2 separate regions of the Gossypium hirsutum genome follow, and region 2 is linked to region 1. Evidence: chromatin contacts called from public Hi-C data. All regions are on one chromosome and are shown on one strand. Each heading gives the region's core, a stretch centred on a gene start, on an enhancer-like site or on the middle of the called end of the contact. The rest is flanking DNA. Distances are from core to core; before and after follow the strand shown.

What was found. Hi-C and Micro-C count contacts between places; a contact is called where the count stands out from the background.
Region 2: a Hi-C map of leaf shows a contact between it and region 1, with 4 times the contacts expected there. The contact joins the promoter of LOC121212515 here to the promoter of LOC107895354 in region 1. A contact is called at or near these places in 2 of 34 Hi-C or Micro-C datasets (both in leaf).

What each region holds. Positions count from the first base shown.
Region 1 is chrA13:99,845,906-99,851,919 of Gossypium_hirsutum_v2.1, forward strand. It overlaps LOC107895354 (NADH dehydrogenase [ubiquinone] iron-sulfur protein 6, mitochondrial), which reads left to right and starts at 3,266. Exons shown (of 3, transcript XM_016820666.2): 1 at 3,266-3,525; 2 at 4,550-4,634; 3 at 4,974-5,290. The coding sequence starts at 3,409. The coding sequence ends at 5,083. It overlaps LOC107895355 (a long non-coding RNA gene), which reads right to left and starts at 2,952. Exons shown (of 4, transcript XR_001683494.2): 1 at 2,733-2,952; 2 at 2,126-2,279; 3 at 977-1,908; 4 at 1-131.
Region 2 is chrA13:100,303,541-100,309,695 of Gossypium_hirsutum_v2.1, forward strand. LOC121212515 (transducin beta-like protein 3) reads right to left here and starts at 3,851. Exons shown (of 15, transcript XM_041085423.1): 1 at 3,671-3,851; 2 at 2,959-3,275; 3 at 2,025-2,207; 4 at 1,758-1,907; 5 at 842-1,059; 6 at 359-647; 7 at 1-36. The coding sequence starts at 3,255.

The DNA of each region.
Region 1 (6,014 bases), core at 2,016-4,515:
AGAAATTCAGTGTTAATTCCTTGAGAGCGACCACCTCTTGGTCAACTTCTTGAGTTTCTAATCTACTACACTAAAATTGTACGTTGATTGATTTGATTTTCTATGTTCTGAAAGTGGTTCTCCATGTTTGCCTGCAAACGTTGAGCTGTATTAGCGAAAGGCTCAACTAAATCTTCAATAGATTTACCTGGCTTAGAAGAAGATGGTTGTGAGGAAGCATGCAAGCTCAATTCATAGCCAATATCAGGAAAATTCAATAAATTCAACTTCAAAATTTACACAAATGTTGCAAGATAAATTTATTAAATTAGGACCCAATTGATAGAATGTATTAACAATAAGGGCTAAATTTGTTATTAGACCAATCAAAATCATGTATAATCCATGAAAACATTAACTCTATGATTAATTGTCCTTAATTTCTAACCTTCGAAATTGATAGGAAATAAATTGCTTTGATTTTCTTAGAAGGACCAATTTGCTCAATTCGAAATTGAGAGGAATTGAAGAGTTCTTTTTACCATATATTTTTTATGTCTATCTAGTTATAATAGTTATCAAGAAAAGGCAGCTCAAACAGATTTAAGCATATATTTGACCCCATAATCTCTTAAAGCAATTAACAGACAGATAAATGCGGAGTAGATTTAGACAAAAGACAATTTAAAAGCATAACAGCCTAGAGATAAACAATCTTTAAGGGGCAAAATCTGTTTCAGAAATCATAAAAACTCATCAATCCAGAACATGTGGATCATCTGACCACTTTCATTACTGGACCTTATTGTTGTTAAACCACTTGGAAGTTACATAAAGATGTATATATGAACTTCTATATATGATCAACTTTGCTGGGGGTTAATCATCCAATAAAAACAAACATGGTCACCTTGCAGACTATACATATCTACCTACCACGTCTTTGTTTCCAATGAATACCGGTATTGTACTGTTCATTAAAGGGACTGTCTCTCACCTTCTAGTTATATATTCATCAAATTTCCATTGCTTTATATCTAGAAGAGTTTCAAGCCTAAATCTTGGAGTTCTTTCCTATTAACCTTAGAGCAAAGCAAGATGGTCAGCGCTAAGAAGCTTATCAAGTTAGTAAGAAAATGGCAAAAAATGGCTACAATCAGGAGAAAGAGGATCACACCATCAAGTGCCACCTTAGATACTGGCGCAAACAGTTGCAACACGTCGACAACAATTGAGTAGGGCGATTTTGTTGTATACAATGTGGATCAGAAACACTTTGTGCTTCCATTGGAATATCTCAAGAATGAAATAGTCATGCAACTATTTAACTTGGCTGAAGAAAAGCGTGGTCTATCAGGCAATAAAGCTCTCATCTGCATATATTTATAAGAAACTTGATGCCTTTGGAAGGATTCCTGTTAAATAATGAGCCACCTTTCTGCATTTAACCCAGTAAAGTTGGTCAGTAAAACTAAGCTTGTAAAAGAAAATGAGAGCTACACATAAAATTACGCTACATAAAATTACATGACTTAAGAGAAGTCAATAGTAATACGGCAAATTATAATGATATATTTAGGCGGCCCTCTGTGACAGTTTCAGTACTAGATAAGTAACTGCTACTTGAAGAACCACTCATACTTATCCCAACATAAAAAAATTACCGACTTGGAGTTCAATCTTGTAAGCCCGGCGTTGCTCAAGCGTAGCAGTATCTGACAATTCAAAATTCATTTCTGGATGCAACTCACAATCAGGGACAACTCCATTTTCTACAATCGAGGTTGAAGGTCTCTCTGATGAAGGGTCACTCTCGAAGCTTCTAGACAAGTCAGAATCACCTATCTTCAGCTCTTGATCCATCCAAGCTCCCATTGACTTAATGATGCCAATTAAGCACTGCACTGATTCATGTCGGAGAATAATATCCTAGGAAAGAATATTCCAATTTCAGCTTTCAACCCTGACCTAAATTTTGTTAACAAGCTCATAAAAACAGAACATTGAAGCTGAAAAACTGACATCACTGAGTTGTAGATCCAACTAAAGTACTAGAATTTATAGTACAATAATAGAAAATCGAAGGCATCCTGTACTTGGAAGAGGATGCAGATACATCTATATCTATTTCCAACTCCATTTATACCTGAAGGAGCCATCTATACTGCCCGTTAGCAGAACTTCTGGTTCCATTTGACCCTCTAGTGTCTGGACTTCAATTTGTATCTGCTCCAAAGCACTATAATGTATATTTCTTAATAAATTTTCTTTTGTTGCACCATATCTCCAAATCTGAAATACTGTAAAATATAATAATGAAAATTAAGTTATTATTAGTAAGAAATTTGGGAATAAAACTCTGATTTAAAGAACGAAAAATATTGCAAAAGGGATATGCGTGGGTATTACAGACAATAGAAATTCATCAAAATTTGAGTTATCTCCTCCATTAATTAGTTTATATTTGTCATCTCCAGCAGCAAAATCGAAATAATAAAACAAGGATTAAGAAGAAGATATCGATATGATGATTACGATTGACTCTCTGCAATTCAATTCTAGTCCGTAGGTTTCCCATAAGAGAAAACGAAACATCATCTCCCCCAAAAGGCAGAGATTTGGGAGTTGAGTTGTAGCTTATTTTTTTTAGAAATTTTAAAGAAAACCCATCACCAAAACCCTTATAAAACAAAATTTGATTATTGAAGAACATAAACCAAACGAAATTAAACTTAAAAGAAAAATCTGCTAACCTGAAAGTGTATTGTTGTAATAAAAGAAGCAATTTTGAACGCATTTGCAAAGAAAGTCTGAAGGAGATTTTGGGAAGAATTTTCTTCATTTCTATTCGGCGATGGTCGGAATAGCCATTCCAAGCTTTCAGCGCTGAATCCCTATTACGCGTTTGAGGGAATAGAAACGCTTTAAGTAATACGGCCGAATGAAGAAACGGTGAACCAAACAAAAGCATTACTAGTCATCAAAGAATAAGGAGGGAATGGAATAGCCATTCCCTCCAACCAAACATAGTGTTATATGCTAAGTTCTTAACGACCTTCGCCTAACCTCCTAACTTTTCCGGCTCTCAACCCCAACAAGGGTAAATCAGTCTTCCTTGACACTATCCCCCTCTCCATCTTCGTTAATATCATGTATTAATAAATACATTTACAATTGAGTCACGTACAAGTTGATATAATTTCTTTTGAAATATAATTAGGAAGTATAAACTGTGCTTTGTTTTCATTTTGCTAATTTGATGTTTAGAATGGGCTTAGCATCCATCCACAAAGACCGAGCCCAACAATCTTCGTTTGAAGGCCCTTTAACCAATATTTTAGCTCTTTCGAATCTCCACCGTCCCGACTTCGAATTTCATTACCCAGAAAAAAGAAGAGAAGAAAATTCCCCTTTTTTTATAAAAAAAAAATGGCGTATTCGGGTGTTCTGAGAACCCTAATCAGGTCATCGTATTTGGGATCTACGACTCGTAATTTCAGCCTTGTTAGCAGCCAAATCAGCAATCACACTGCGAAATGGATGCAGGTACTTAATCCCAGATTTTCACTCTTTTTTTTTTATCCATTTTCTTCTGAAATTTATGGAAGATTGGGGCTATGCTTTAGGCCTTTATGGGCTTTACTTGAAACTATTATAAACAAATGAATATCGGAACTTTAATTGATAATTCATTCTGGTTTTTTAATGTTCTTGTAGAATCTGAATCTGAATTCCGTTATCAGGTTCTTGACGTAATAATATGTTTGGTTTCGTTGATTTCAGCTGACAAGCGTAAATTTTAGTTATCGGAAAAGAAAAAATAAGTAATTTTACTTTCTCAAAAGAAAGTTTTACTAAAAATTGGAAATTATTGTCTTTGACGGATTATCTAGTTATTTATCCAGGAATTTCCTTATATTTTTATTGTTTTTGGTGCTTAACTCAGTAAATTGAGTACGCTGAAGGCTTGAAGCCCTTTTGAAAACTTTCAATTTTTTGAGTCTACTTGTTGTTGTTTGTTAAGTGTTCTACATCCTGTTGGGTAATTTGAATTATTGAAGATGCTGGCAGATTATTGTTACCTACGTTTTGAAGCACATGAAGTGGCTTTTAAGCGTTGATTATTTTTTGTTTATGAACAAAGTAGAATACTCTGCGGATGTTTTCTGGTTTTACTTATGCAATCTTTGTTTCCCACTAATTTAGTTCTTTGATTTTGAAGAAAGCTTTAAAGTGTTAAATATTCTTGATTATACTGCTTTTTACTTTAACCATATGCGTGAATACCTTGGTTCATAGACATGGATTTGGCGTAAGAATAGGTGTGTCTCAACATGGTTACCTTGTAACTTTCGTTAATTTGTCATGCCTATAAGTGCTTAAGAAAAATGGTTAGTGATAGGGTAAAGTCCAGTCCACTAACTTAGTAAGTTAGTATGTTTCTGATCATGCAAAAAACGATCATTAATCGATTGGCCTTTGCCTCTCAAAATACAAGAGGGCAATGAAATGAAGAAATTAAGCTTTCTTATTTATTTTATTTTGTTGTTTTCTTTTTCCAAATTTGCAGGATTCAAGCAAGAAATCTCCTATGGAGTTGATCAATGAAGTCCCTCCGATCAAGGTTGAAGGCCGGATTGTAGCTTGTGAAGGAGGTTAGTCCTGATCCTTATTTTCCTTGTACTCGGGGAACAAGCTTATTAGTAGTTAAATTATGTACTGGCACAATAGATAACCTAAAATCATATTTTATTAAAGAGCAAATGGCTAAGATGTGTTACTGAAATGTAGTTTCAAATCAAGTGAAGTCATCCATTTTGTTATTCTCTAAAGATAAATATTTAATTTTAACTCGTCTAAACTTTGCTCACTGACAGGTAAAACTAAGAAAAATCCAAGGCATAAATAAATACATAAGATGATAAACCCTACATAATGTTGCATGAATCTTTTAGCTGATACACACAAGTTTTCCTGGTCTTTGTTGGTATTAGATAATGATCCTGCTTTGGGACACCCAATTGAATTCATATGCCTTGACTTGAAAGAGCCTGCTGTATGCAAGTATTGTGGCCTACGCTACGTTCAAGAGCACCATCACTAGAAACTACTTGTTTTGTTCTTCTCAGGCTGTTGGGACAATTTTTATTTTGCTGTACCCATGGGGCACTTTTCTCTGTTTCAGGTTGTTGGTAACAAATTTGATGAACCCATTTTAGTGATGTTTTTTTTTTCTTTTTCACATATTAAGTGTTTGAAGTTCTCATTTGAGAAGATATTTCGAAAGTAAATTTGAACATCTATGGTCTAATCTTCCATTTGCATAATTGAGTTAATATCATATATTTCCAGGCTTGATTTATTTTCTTACTTCTTCCTTCTTATCAGTAATCATAGTGAGATCGAGGAGACACGAAAGCCCTTTCACATTTTCATGTGAAGACTATGCCTATATTGTTCATTTGACAAGTGCAAGAGAGTGCATGCATGCTTGATATTTTGGGAGCTTACTTTCATGTCAAGTTATACTGATAATGTTTTTAAGAAGGTTAATTGTACATAAAAGAAATGAAAATTATAAAAAAGAGTTTCCTCCCACTCAGGATTCTACAGCGCTCCCCTTTAAGTTCTTTGGTAGAAACTGATGACTATCGGTGTAGCTCAGAGTTTCGCTAGACTTGGCAATATTTAACACAAGTAAACTCAATTATACTTGCACTAGGATTGAATTGTTGATACAAATTTTGTCCTAAGCTTATAAAACAAAGACCCGCTAAGTAGTTAGAACCTAAATCAAGGCAGGCATTGGGTTTCTGAAAGCTCATTTCATGTTGCATTGGAATTGCATTCTGCTAGGGTCAGCTAGCTCCATCGACCCCTCTCAGTTCAGAGACAATTTAAACAAATAATAAACCTACGACCAACTTCAGCATCGAATATGTTAAAGCTCAGTAGGAAAGTGCCAAGACTCTTCCCTGGTATGCCAATACCAACTTGAAAATAGTGGCAATATTAATTGGATCACACGATTTGGA
Region 2 (6,155 bases), core at 2,601-5,100, 460 kb after region 1:
GGAACATGACATGGAGGAAAGGTCATACACTCGAACCTGCATATGAGTAAATTAATACAAATTTGACATTTACACTTTCATCCGCATAAATTCATAGACATCAAATGTCTGTAAAGTTATATAGGCACACAGCAAACCCATTGAAGGAGAAACACATTAACAAAATAAATCCCGATAAGAAATTCCAGCAGAGATCAATCAAATATTACTGGGTACAGAAGAAGGAAAAGGCCCAACAAGGAGCACAATTAAATCCAAATTTGAAATCAAGCTAACAATTGAATCATTAAATATCGAGATAACTAATTCCTGTGTAGCACTATGTCAAAATGCACCACCAGCAAGCTTACTACAGCACCTGTTCAAGATTTGTAGCAACAGCTAGATATTGTTCCTCTTCATCAAGAAACTTCATATCCACAATCTCATCGTTGAAACCCACAAGCCTTTTGGTCAATTTTAAAGACCACTTTTCTTCTAGATGCTCCGCTGGAGAATAAAAGAGAAACTGCTGATCAGCTGTCACACAAAGCAATCCTTGATCCAAGGGCAGCATAACAGCACTAATGAAACCCCTTGTTGAATCTTCATCCTCGGCTGAGCTAATAGTAACATCTGAGGACTTTTGCTCATACAAGAAAACTGCACTGTCAAAGTAAATGATAAAAATAAGATTTATTTAGTATATATAAATGCAAAGACATGTATCTTCATAGGGGATACCAAAAGAATCACAAACGGAAATAAATAAATTTATTTTGCACATGTTAAATTGAAGACAGGTATCCTCAGCAAGATTTTTTTTTAAAAAGGAAGTACAATAATAATTCCATTTTATTACCCTTCAGAGGTCCAGATGCGTACAATTCCACGTTCACCAGCTGCGATAAAATAAATTCCGGTCGATCTGCTTTTCTTCTTTCCACTTTGCTGGAGGAATGCACCCAGAGACGAGGCAAACCGACTCCCAGAATAAACTACACAAACAGCTTCAAGCACCTCATAAGTAGGTATTGTACTCTTGCATCTATAGTCAAGAAGGTCCCATAAATTTACAACCTGAGATGACAAAGAAAAGCTTTCTGGTTGAAAATTTGATAATGCAGCTGAATTGCTACAAATGATTGGTCAACTTTCTTCAGTTTAGAAGAAAAAAGCGGAATACACTCCAGTCAAACATAACATAAAGCAAAGCACCCAAGAATTTAGGCAAATATAAACACAAATTCCTAGATGTACAAAGCATTAGCAAGATACTCCAACATATTATAGTAAAGACTACCGAGACATCAGACTAAAGAAGAAATTTGATAAGGTTAAAAGAAACAATTGAAGGGATAAAAATATAGAAGAATCAAAAATATACTAGAAAAGAATTTAGGCAAATGTAAACACAAATCCCTAGAAGTACAAAGCATTAGGAAGATACTCCAAAATATTATAGTAGAGACTAGATAGACATCAGACCGAAGAAGAAACTTGACAAGGTTAAACGAAACAATTGAAGGGATAAAAATATAGGAGAATCAAAAACCACAATTTAAAATAATCTAAAAGGTTCGCAAAAAGCATTAAAGCTGTCAAAAGTCTTAGTGGCATTTACAGGAAATTCTCGCTGTTTAGTAGTGTTACTATATGCATACAATGACACAAAATCACAACTACAAAAAGATTGATTACAAATATTTATTTTTAAATCTGTATAATAGACGTTTTATAAAATAATTATATCAAGATCGAAGGAACTTTGCCCCTACCTTATCTCTTCCTGCAGTTAGCAACGTCCATCCATCTTCTGACACAGCCATAGAAGAAACTGCTGAGAAATGTTTTTCTAGCACTGCAACACACTTTTTCGCTAGAAGATCCCAGACCCGTACAGTAGTGTCATCGCTTCCAGAGAAAAGCTACAGGAACAAGGAAAAAGGCTCAGACAGATTACATTTAAAAAGCATAAACCAATTGCTAGCACAAGGGTCAAAAAGAAAAAAAAGGCAGTCTAAATAGACTGAGGTACTACTTACAAGGCTTTTATTTACATCAGGATGAAACATGATACTAGTCACAACACCTTTATGACCTTTAAAGTAATGAGTGCAGAAACCACCATCAACATCCCAAACAAGAACTTTCCTATCAGCTCCTGAAGTTGCAAGCAGTCCACCAGAGCCATGGCAAGCCATACCCATTACTGGACCATCATGCCCCTACTCAAAGATAAATATTAAAATAAAAAGAAAGCCAAAAGCTCTGCCAAGTTTGTGAACATAACAATATTAACTATAAATTAATACTAATATAAAACTTATGTTATACATTTAACAACCACTTTGTGTTTCCCCCTCAATGTGAAATCAGTGATTTGGATCATAAAATGTCATTGTACCTAATTAAAGATGTCCTAAGGTAGGTAAAAATTGGGATCCATTCTTATGTGTCACTCTTCTTCACTTAAAAAAAAAAAAAACAAGGTTTCAAGGCATTCAAGTACAAAGAAATGAATATATTCCAACGCACATGTTTAGCGTATCTTTTAAGACCAATTCACTGAAATTGATGTTGGTTACAAGACCGCTAACTTGAACTTGGCAAGTCATTATAACAATTAGAGCTTCATTATAATATGACTGAAAAATATATGAACTTTATAAGTCATGCGATTTTAAAGAAATCATTATAATAATTAATGCTTCATTCCGTTGTTACTTTTGCTACTGAATTTTTCTATGCAGTTTAATTGAACTAATTCAAAATACTTACCTCATTTAAGCAAAAGCATGCTAAACTTTCGTTCCTAGCAAAATTACAATGGCACATTTTTAATTCTTCAAAGACATAATTTGCTTTAACACCAAATCCCACCTTTTGGCTTCACAGTTGTAGAGCCAAAGAACAAGTTTAAATTCTTCATAACATTATTTAGGAAAAAAAAAAGCAAACAAATAAATAAAGCCTGACCTTCCAAGAGCGCAGGCATTTGAAAGTATCCAAGTCCCAGACCTTAATTTGCCTACTATGTCCAGCAGAGAATAACAACTTATCATTGGGACTTAAAGCCAATGCCGTGATGGTACTGGACTCAGCCTCGATGGTAAATTTCGTGGAGGCATTTGATGAATCCACAATCTTTATGGATTCACCGCACGAACAAGCAATGAAAGAGCCATCTGATGAGACCACAAATGGGCCGCCACTATAAAACTGTTGCAGCGACTGAGAGCAGCGATAGTTCTTTTTTAATGTTGCTGACGCCATTTTTTCTATTCTCTACTTTTCTGAAAGGTGAGAAAAAGAATTTAATGATTTCTTTTAGCAGAGTTTCAAATAGCAGTGGCGTATCAGTGCCACAGCCGCTATTTCGTAGTAGCAGCACCTTCTGCCTCCGCAGAGAAACCACAATAGCGGTTTCACATCAATAGCAGAGGATAGTGACCGCAAATAGCAGTGTAACAGAAAACAGCAGCGACAACGGTCTGCTATTTCCTCTAAACCGATAGCTTCAAGAAAAAACCCTTCTTCTCAACAAAGTAAAGGGATAAAGTATAGATGAGACAAAGTAGCAAGCAGTAGGATTGAAAACAGAAAATCAAATATAGCAAAGTAATGCAAATAACTCAAAATCCCATGACTCATGCACAATATTAACTTAAGTTTAGGGTTTCAAAATTACCTTATTTGGTTTCCTGGCCAGTCGGCAACTTGAAGCCAAGAGAAGGCTTGGGTCAGGGACCGGAAGGGAGGGAGAGGCTTGTTTGGCGGCGGGTATGTGAGAAAGAAGGGAGTTTGGAGCGGGTCGAGAATGGTTAAAACGAAATTTTAGAAAACCTTTCTAATCTATGATTGGATTAATTGCATTAGAACTCCTCATATTACTGCTTAAATTCTAAATTATCTTCAAACTTCAAAATATTTTAATTAAATCATTTGAGTATCGTATCGTATCAATCAAGCCCTTTTGGTAAGAGTTTATGTACTTACTACTCGAATAATATTTGGAGCTTGGATATAATGGGTTAGACAAATAGCCTTCTTAAATTTTAATGACATTATCTATTTAAACTAGCATTAAACTAATACAATAACTTACTTCATACAATATTTATATTTTAAAAACTCACTTAAAACTATTTAAAATTTAGTGATGAATTAAATAAACTATATCATAGTAATGCTACATAATTTTATTTGGATGAAATATTAAAAATTCTAGTATAATTATGTCTAAATAGTTAGATATTATGTATTAATTTATAATTTTATATTACAATGTGGGTGATATTTTTACTTTTATACTTATATTGTCTTCTTCGTTACATTATTTTGTTATAATTCAATAACAATGAGAAATATTTTATATTTTAATATATATTTACATTTAATAATACGAAATGCTCATCATTTCTTTGTGTGTCAAGAAAATGACAAATTTTAATGAGTAAAAAAGTATACATGGTAGATGAAATTGTAATATTTAAAAAATCAATTTAAAAAAAAAAGAAACACTAGACATTAAAAATACATAAATTAAGTTAATTGAATCTTAATTTAATTAATATGAGTATTGTTGTTAATATAAAAATATTAAATTCGATTGTGTTGCAACGCATTATAATTGAGGAGGAGTTATGATCAATATTAAACATTGTGTAAAAAGTAGTAGATATAAGCTCAAATTGTTGGGTCACTAAAACTTGGATATTGACTAATTACTTTGTTGGATATTTGCAGTGGAAGAAAGCCCTTTAGGAGGTCTAGCGGCCCATGAAAATTGGACAGTCAATGAGCTCATAAAATAAGCCCATGCAAGGCCGCATTGAATTTCATGGGAGCTAAATAGAGGTGTGCATGGGCCAGGTTACCCGGTCCTGCCTAAAGGCCCGTACGAAATGTGAAAGGGTTTGGGCAAAAATATAGACTCAAAAAATGGGCTTGGACAAAAAAATAAGGCCCGTTTAAAAAATGGGTCAGGCCTCAGGTAAAGTATTTTTAGCCCGGACCCGGTCCGACCCGGCCTGACCCGAATTCACTAAAAGACAAAAAAATCTGCATTTTTTTAAAATTTTTGAATGTTATTTTCTTGTTGTTTTCTCCTTATTTTCCTACCATTTTACTATTATGTTGCTACTATTTTGTTGTTATTGTTTGAATATTGTATAAAATTTATTTTATTGTTAATTTTCTTATTATTTTAAAGGCGTTTGTTAATTTTTTTATTATTTTAGAAGCATTTGCTTGTTAAGTTGCATTTATCTTAGTGTTATTTAAGTCTACATATTTTTTAAAATTTATTTTCAATTTGTTGGGAAATATTTATTTTGATATTTTTAGTATTTTTGATGTATTATATATATTTAAAAATAATATAAAAATAATACGGGCGGGCCGGGCCGGGCCCGGGTTTTAGTATTTTTATCCGGGTCGAGCTTGGGCAAAATTTTAGGCCCATTTTTTGACCCGGTCTGGCCCGAGCCCAATAAATGGGCATGATTTTTTAATTGAACCCGACCCGAACCCGGCCTGACCCGGCCCATGAACATTTCTATGAGCTAGAATAAGAATTAGGTGGTGTATATTCACTAATAATAAATTTATTAAAAAATTAATTACTTCAAAAGTAATTCCAATATTTAATATATCAATTGCTTTTTTTAAATCTAACTTTCTCGTAAACATGACAATGCGATTCTATGATAAAAGATGAGAAAAATTGATAAGGTGGAAAGTTAAAAAGATTTTAAAGATAAATTTAATTCTATTTTATTTTGATTTAGGGTATTAGTCTATTAATTGTAAATAAAATAAAGATTATTACCTCATTTTCTCTATCAACTAGGGATGGCAATTGAGCAAGGCGGGGGTTAATATTGCTAAATCCGTCACCACTCTATAGTTGACATACTCTGCTCCACCATTCACCATGCTTTATTATGGATGCAAAATCTTGTAAACAACTATTATCTCTATTGGATACATCTATCCTCACCTCGATCCACTCCACTTCAATTTAATTTTTGCTACTTATTTTTAATATTTTTTATTTTTTTTTAACGTCAAGTAAATATTTAAACATAATTCTTCAAAAGATATTTAAATAAAAAATATGTTACTTTTTTTTCTATATTGTGTTATTACATTTTTACTATTTTAATAGTTTT